2 separate regions of the Eptesicus fuscus genome follow, and region 2 is linked to region 1. A link is a contact called in public Hi-C data. All regions are on one chromosome and are shown on one strand. Each heading gives the region's core, a stretch centred on a gene start, on an enhancer-like site or on the middle of the called end of the contact. The rest is flanking DNA. Distances are from core to core; before and after follow the strand shown. Region 1 holds the start of EIF3B (eukaryotic translation initiation factor 3 subunit B). Region 2 holds the start of PSMG3 (proteasome assembly chaperone 3).

Region 1 (3,961 bases), core at 863-3,362:
TACTTAATGAGCCCAAAAGGAAGACATTTAGAGGGAAAACTTTCACCACGTCTGGCTGAGCCCGCCAGCAGCAGAGAACTGACGCTACAGGGCGACTGGCGAGAAGACGCAGCTGTGCAGTCCCAGCCTGAGGGGCAAGGACTGCATTTCCCAGAGAAGGGGCACCCAGGTGTCCCTCTCTGCTCCCCACAGACAGGACAGGTCTTCCACAAAGTACAAAACACACACGAGCAACCGACCACAACCAGGGGCCTTCAGAAAAGGGAGGCTCGCTCAGTGCTGGCTCCCAGGTCACGCTGGCTACAACCCACCATGCCCTGCGCTCCAAAAGGCCTGCCCAGCCGTCACCTAGCCTTGTGCTCAGGTCACATCCCCGCGTCACATCACAATTCTGGAAATAACTCACATGTTAAAGTATCGTGTGAATTAGGTGTGCTCCAAAAGTGCTTTGACTTGGAGTAAGTACCGAAGGGCTCAAAATAGGCCCTGAAATCGACACGATTTATAACGGATCAAAAGCTCAATTGAGCACCGATAAGTCAGCACTACCACCGGCGTGGCAGAAAGCAGGCGGCCCGGGCAGCAGAGTCGCCGCAGCACTTCTCCCGGCGAATTCCCGAATTCCCAGCGACCTGCCGGGCGGTCACACACATTTCCCTCCCAGCTCCCAGCACGAGCCCTTCCTGCTTCTCACGCGGACATGTTCTATCTGTCCAGTGCGACACAGCAAGTGACAACAGGCAAGCCTTTTAAGCGTGTTTAGAGTCGACCGCTCTATGTCCGTTTCCTAAACTCCTTTTCCGTGTTACTTGAGGTTCTTTATGATTCTGTCTCCACCTCCGTGTGAGCAGACACAACAGCTAAAAACTTCTGTCAACACCAGTCCATCTTGGCGCGGCAGCATCTCCCTCTCTCGGGGCAGCACTGCCGCCTCAGTGCGTTGTTTGCGTCTCCCCACTGTGCACAGGGAGCCCCCCGATGCGCTCCAGGCCGCGCCGTTCCCACGGCTGGAACAGAACAAGCAAGCCGAGCCGTGCGCGGAGCAGCCCGACAGGCACGTTAGGAGCGGGGCTCGCAGGCGGATGCAGCCGCGGGGCCCGCAGGCTGGACCGGGTAGGAAGGAGGCAGAGCCAGCGGTAACCCACACCCTGGCGGGGCCTGCCTCCCGGCCGCAGGGCCGCCCAGCAGGCTCGGGGCGGTGCGGCGAGGAGCCCTCTGCGGTGGCCCTGCCGCCGCGGGTTCCGAGAACAGCGTCCCTCCCACCGCGAGGGGTCCGCGCCGAGTCGGCTTCAGCTTGGACAGGTGTCGCTGGACACTCGGCACCCCACCTGCAGGCGAGGCTGTGCCCGGAGACCGCGCGGCCCGTGGTGTCCCGCGCCGCTCGACCCTCACTGCGCCCCGGCCGCCGCCGGCCGCCTCCACCCTCCCGAGCCCTGGCGGTGGGAATGGCCGGGTCCCCGGGCTGTCTCCACCCCGCACCCTCTCTTACTGGGGAAAAGGAGGGAGTCCGGGATCTCACAGCGAACCTCCCCTCCGTGCGGGCCGCCGGGTGGAGAGTGGGGACCCCACGCCCCCCTGACTCCCGCGTTCGGGACCCCGGCGCCTCACCTTCCTCGCTCACGTCGTCCACGAAGTCCTCGGGGTCGCTGAAGGAGGGCTCGTCCGCGTCCCCATTCTCGGCCACGCCGGCGTCCTCAGCGGGACCGCCCTGCACCCCGCCCGCCCCATCGGACCGGGCTTCGGCCGCCGCGTCCCGGGCCTGCTCCCCCGGGGCCTCGTCCTCGGCCGGGGCGGCGGCGGGGGGCTCCTCGGGCGGCGGCGGGGACGGGCCGGGGGTCGCGCCGGCCGCCTCCTCCCCGTCGGCCGCGGGCTCGGCGGGCACTTCAGGGCCTGGCCCGGCCTCCGCCTCCTCGTCCTCGCCGTCCGCCGCCTCCTGCGCGCCGGGCCCCTCGGGCCGCGCCGGCTCCTCCCCCGGCGGCTCGGCGGCCGGCTGCTGCTGTCCGGGCTCGGCCCGCTCCTCGGCCGCCTCGGGCGCCGCCACGTTCTCCGCGTCCTGCATGGGCCCGCCGCTGCCGCCTCGCCGCGCTTCCGACTCTCCCAGGCCGCCCCGCGCCGACGGCCGGGCCATGTGCGGGCGGCGGGCCGTCCCACGAGGGCCCGGGGGGGGGCTCCACGCCCTGACGCCTCCCTGAGCGGCCGGGAGCCTCAGGGGGCAGCGGAGTGCCTACCCGTCGTCAGGACGGGACTCCCCTGCGAGTGCGCGCCCAACTGCCATCACCACAGCCCCGCGGGCCCCTCTGCAAACTCACTGTTACTGCAGGTCCCCCCCTCGGGGAAGGGAAAGGATGGTTTCGCCCAACATGGCGGCCACGCTCTCCTCCTCCCGTCGGGCACCGCGGCGGCGGCCTAAACCATTTGTGACGCCGCAGGGAAGTCCCAGAAGTCAGCCTGGGATTCAGAGCTGGGCGAAAACCTAACTCGGAAAGCAATCCTAGGGAAACCCGTAAGTCCAACACCCTGCTCTGGCTGGGGGGTGTGCGCCTTCCGCCGGACACACAGGTTCGCTCACATGTTTCTAAGCTCCCCCTTCACGTGTCCGTGTTTAGACTCGTCTACTGACGGGGCACTAGAAGGGACGGCTCCGAAAGAGGAGAGGGAGTCCCGGCGAGCCGAGCCGGCCAGCACATCGGCTTCCCCGTGCAACTGAAAAGCGAGAGCGGCTCTCACCGAGCACGCCCGGGCACCCCGCGGCGTGGGGAACCCCGCTCTCCCCATTCTGAGGGTCACGGTGGGCGGGCGGGGAAGCCCCGCCCCCCGACGCGTGCGCGAGCGTGGGTCACGTGGGTGGACGGGCCCGGCGTGGGGCGGGGCCTGTGCGGGGGCGGGGCCTGCGCGAGGGCGGGGCTGCTCTGGAAGGTGCAGGGGACCAGGTGCTGGACGTGTCTGGCTCGGGTTTGGACCCTTGGGGAAGAGTATCTTGTACTTGTATCTTTTTTTTTAAAAATTGATATTTTTATTGATTTCAGAGAGGAAGGGGGAGGGAGAGGGAAACATCAATGATGAGAGGATCATGGACCGCTGCCTCCTGCGGGCGGAGCTCGCCACCTGGGCACGTGCCTTGGCCCGAATGGAAGCAGCGATCTCTAGGTGGACGGAGGACGTTCCACCCACTGAGCCAGGTGCTGAGCTTGTGTCTTGTATTTGTGCTTGGCGATGGCCAGGAGTGAGGGCCACTGCTGGCTGCAGCGTTTGAACCGTCCTAGAGGGGAACTGGGTGGAGGGGGTGTGGCTGGGAGACGGGGGTTGGTGTTTAGCGGGGCCTGAGCCTCCGTCTGGGGGGACGGAACGTCCCCGAGGTGATGGTGGGGTGTTAGAGTGTGAGTGTGGCCCACACCCAGGCCGGCGCCGTGAAAATAGCTCAATGGTCAACGTAACACCCTTCGCATCTCTTCCCTCCATGGAGCGGGAGAAGGGAAAGGAACCCAGTCCTTGGGTTGCCTGATACCAAGTGTGACTCTGGCTTGGGGCAGGCCACTGGCCTCTGTGCCTGCGTTTACCCGTCTGTAACCTGAGGAGGAGCCCTATTCCGTGTGTGGCCTGTGGACCCGTTTCAGAAAGGCGAACTAATTTGTCCTGGAGGTCACAGTCCTCATTTCTCCTTTCATCTGCAGCTTCTCTAGGGGACGAGGGCGTGATCTTGAGGAAAGGCAAGGGGTGCGGGCAGGGCGAGGGGTCCTGGGAGCCCGAAGCAGGAACAGCACCTGGAGGTAAAGGGGCCAGAGCGCACCCATCCGGGCAGCTCCAGGGTGGATATGGACGGGAGCAGTTTTCCAGAGAAAAGGACCACGGAGCTGCCCCAGGCTCCAGGCTGCGTCAGTCTGGCTTCCGCCATCTGTAAAAGGGAGGGGACTGCTCCTGCCTCCCCAGATTGTCCCAACACATTCCGTACAGCACGTTTCAG
Region 2 (3,961 bases), core at 492-2,991, 270 kb after region 1:
CGGCTTCAGTAAGAGGTCTCTGCCTCCAGCAGCCCTGCCTGTAACATTAGGAGAAAGGGAGGTTGAGCAGTGTGTGTGGGGGGATATTGGGGGTCCCTCCTCCCCCTTTCCCTGGGCATGTGTGACAGGAGACCAGTAATTAAGGGTAAAGTTTTGAAAGCCCCACGGGAAGACAGAACTTTCACTACCAGGAAATCAGGGCCTGCAGCTCAGGCAACCCGGCTACCAGGTCCACCAAGGACACAGGGAGCTGACAGAGATGCCACCAGGAAGGCCAGACTGCCCCCTGCCCGCCCCTCGCCCGGACAGATGTCCTCCCTCCTGCACCACCAATCATGCCTAGGACGTGGCAGGAGAGTGACGGGACAGCAGAGGCAGAGGAGGAGAACGGTGCGCTGGCAGCAAGTGGGTCCAGGTGGAATCATAACCACCCAAACACCGACCCTGCGGGAGGAGGAGGAACGGGGAGGGCAGGTGGGGAGGGCAGGTGGGGAGGGCAGGTGGGAGGAGCATTAGCTGGATGTAGGTCTCCTGCTTAAGGCGCCAGGTGCATCCCATCCAATCCCCTTCCACTCCCTTGTCCTGGACTGAGACAGCTCAGCCGGACAGTCCCATCTCCTGGCCAGGTGCCTTGTGGAGGGAGGCTGAAGAGCAGGGAGAGGGGTTTTCCACCCAACTATGAAAAAGGAGGGAGCCCTGACAGGTTTGGCTCAGTGGATAGAGCATCAGCCTGTGGACTGAAGGGTCCCAGGTTCGATTCTGGTCAAGGGCATGAACCTTGGTTGCAGGCACATCCCCTGTAGGGGGTGTGCAGGAGGCAGCTGATCGATGTTTCTCTCTCATCGGTGTTTGTAACTCTCTATCCCTCTCCCTTCCTCTCTGTAAAAAATCAATAAAATGTATTTTTTTTTAAAGGAGGGAGGTGGAGGTTTGAAGCCCAGATCCAGCCCTTGTCAGCTCTGTGAAATGTTTCTACTCGGCGGGGTTAAGATTGAATGAGTTACTAAATAAAGCACTTACAGCACTGCCTGGCACACACTAAGGGCCACATAAACGTTAGCTGTTCTTCTGCTCCTTGGGTGTGAAAGGCTCCCCAGATGGGCTTGGGGCGGGGGGGGGGGGGCGCCCACAGACCCCGCCCAGCTAGGGGGCTAAAGGGCTCTGACCAAGGTTCTCTCCTGGGCCACACCCCTCGCAGGCTCCCTACTCCAGTTCAACGAGGCCTCCACTTCAGTGTTGTTTCTGCATTTTCCGATTTTAGCAAGAACCCCCTCACCCCGGATGTTTCCTCTTAGTGATCGCCCCACTGTCCCGGCGGCCCGGGCTGCGGGGGGGCTGGGCCGGTGCTGTGAGGCCCGGGTCACAGTCCCGCACACAAAGGGGCTCTGGGGGGCGACTGGTCTTGAGTTCCCAGCCGGGCAGGTGCCGGAGGGCAGCCGCGCCCGGGCCTCTGGCTTCAGTAAAAGGCTGGTCCGTGCCTACAGCAGCCCCGTCCTCTGTTCTCGTGCGTCTGGGTCAACACACCTTTGAATCAGCAGCACATACTCTCCCCTCTCCCCCAGGGCCCGGCACCGCGCTCACCGGCGTCCAGCCGGGCGTTTCCCGGGAGCCGGAACCCAGCTGTTCACCCCCAGCTACTCACAGGCCGGAAGCCCCGGCCGGGGGACCGGAAGCCCCGGCCAGGGGACCGGAAGCCCTGCAGGCTGCACTTCCGGAAGTGCAGCGGGGCGGGGCCTAGGGGGCAGGGCCTAGGGGGCAGGTCCGCGTCGCCTTGCGTCACTTCCGGGCGCGGTGAGCGAGGTGAGTGTGGGCGGGTTGGCGGTGGGCGTCCCCGTGGTCTGCCTGCGGGGTCTGCGCCCGGCCTGGCGGGTCGCGTCCCCAAGCGCAGGAGCGAAGCCTCCGTGGGCGGACCCGGGGCGGCGGGCCCGGCTTGCTCACCTGCCAGCGGCGGTGGCGGCGCGGAAGGCCGTCCGCTGGGTGGGCCGCCCGGGGTGCGGAGCGGAGCGGCCGGCCGCGCGTGGAGGTGCGGCTCGGGGAGCGAATGAGGCCCCTCGCCGCTTCTAGAGACGGGAGCGCGGGCGGACATCCCCCTTCTTGCCGGCCTGTCGGTGACCACGTGTGTGCTGGTCACCGAATCGGGGGCCCGGGGAGGCCCGCGTGGGCCACCTGCGTCCCGGCTCTGCTGCCCCGCGATGCTCGCTAGGGAGCCCGAGGCGGCTCTGACCCTGACGGCCTTGCTCCTGTTCCTCCCTGTCTCCAAGCCTCCCTCCGTTCCTTCCTGTGGGGTGTGTGTGTGTGTGTTTCTGGGAACAATTCTCTCTTCTTTTTAACAGGCACGTGTTTGTTTTATCTTTAAATCTTTATTGTTGAGAGTATTACAGATGTGCCTTCCTTCTCCCCCCATCACCCCCCCCACCACCACCTACTGTCTGTCCATAGGGAGGATCTTCGGTTAATCTCTTCCCGCCCCCACGCCCCGCCCCTCTCTGTGTTGGTTAGAGCTGCTGTGTCTCCTGCAGCCGGCAGAGTGGCCTGTGTGGTAGGTGCCCCATAGGGCCCAGTGGCTCAGCCTCCCGTCGCCTGAGCTGGGAGCTCTAGGTGCGCCCCCCTGTGGGCTGTGTGCACAGTCTTGTGGTTGAGCCTTGATTGCTGTTGGCGACCTGGGAGGACTGACCTCCAGGCCAAGTGGCTGCAAGGACCAGCTGTGACTGCAGTGGGAGAGCTGCTTTGGGGCTCACTGAGTCTGCCCCTTGAGTGTGTGGCTCACGGGTGTGTAGAGTTGTCATCTGCTGTGGCCTGAAGCTGTCCACTGGGTGCAAGGTCGGCCACCCGCTGGGGCCCCCTGGCAGGAGCTACGGAGAGAGCTTCGATCTTGTCTGGGCTTCGAGGTGCCCAGGTGGGGCCCAGCTGTGAAGCAAGGCCGGCTGGCGCTGGAGCCGGTCGGGGGCCTTCTATTGACAGGCTTGGGGCACGCTGTCACCAGCTGCAGCTCGTTGGAGAGATTTTAGCCGAGTCTGAAGCCTGAGCCGGGACAGGCCATTCGTATGGAAAGCTGCAGCACACCGCCTGGGTGGGGTCTCAGGGAATCGCCAGGACGGAGCCAACTGTGTGGGCCAGGCTGGTGGAGACAGATACGGGTGCCAGTCAGCCCCACAGCAGGGGAGGTCCCAGCACAGGAACAATGACCCCTGTGAGCACCCCCAGGAGGAAGCCACCCCTGAAGTCCTGCCCAATGCTAGACAGTCCAGTTCCTCCCCGTTTGCGTCGGGGTCCCCCAAAGCCGCCCGGTGCTGGGAGTAGGAGTAAGATAGTGCGCCGGCCCCTTAAATGGAATGCCTGGGTCTCCAGCAGTCTCCATGTCACGGAGCGCCAGTCCCCGCTGGTGCCTACAGCCCGTGGTTACAGGGACTTCTCTTCCGGCCGTGGGACCCGGGCTGGGGCTGGTGTGGGCTGGGACCCCGTGCCCCTCACGGGCGGCCTCTGCAGCCAAGATATCCCTTCCGATTGAAAAAACGGCCCATGTGGGTGTCGGACCAGCCCATCCCGCACCTCCACCCTCCTGCACGCTCTTCTGCACGTCTCTAGTTGTGGGACTTCCATTCCGGCTTTCAGGGGGTTCCGGACGAGGGCTGTTCTGTGCTTTAGCTGTAATCTTGATGTGGTCGTGGGAGGCGGCAGGTACCGCCCTTTACCCACGCCGCCGTCTCTGTTCTTCCCTTCCTGTCTCATGTCAGCCAAGGCGCCACTGCAGGGAGCCAGCCATGGAGGGCAAGCCCTTGGTGACGTCCAAACAGAAGACGGAAGTGGTGTGTGGGGTGCCCACCCAGGTGGTCTGCACGGCCTTCAGCACGCACATCCTGGTGGTGGTGACCCAGTTCGGGAAGATGGGTACCCTGGTCGCCCTGGAGCCCAGCCCTGTGACCAGTGACATCAGCAAGCCCGTGCTCACGACGAAGGTTCT

The links. A called contact is a pair of places that touch in the nucleus more often than the background predicts.
Region 2: a contact with region 1 is called in a Hi-C map of liver, with 3 times the contacts expected there. The contact joins the promoter of PSMG3 here to the promoter of EIF3B in region 1. A contact is called at or near these places in 2 of 2 Hi-C or Micro-C datasets (liver and muscle).

What each region holds. Positions count from the first base shown.
Region 1 is chr6:107,640,443-107,644,403 of DD_ASM_mEF_20220401, forward strand. It overlaps EIF3B (eukaryotic translation initiation factor 3 subunit B), which reads right to left and starts at 2,113. Exons shown (of 19, transcript XM_008156055.3): 1 at 1,609-2,113. The coding sequence starts at 2,059.
Region 2 is chr6:107,912,245-107,916,205 of DD_ASM_mEF_20220401, forward strand. It overlaps PSMG3 (proteasome assembly chaperone 3), which reads left to right and starts at 1,742. Exons shown (of 3, transcript XM_028131924.2): 1 at 1,742-1,800; 2 at 3,735-3,961. The coding sequence starts at 3,762.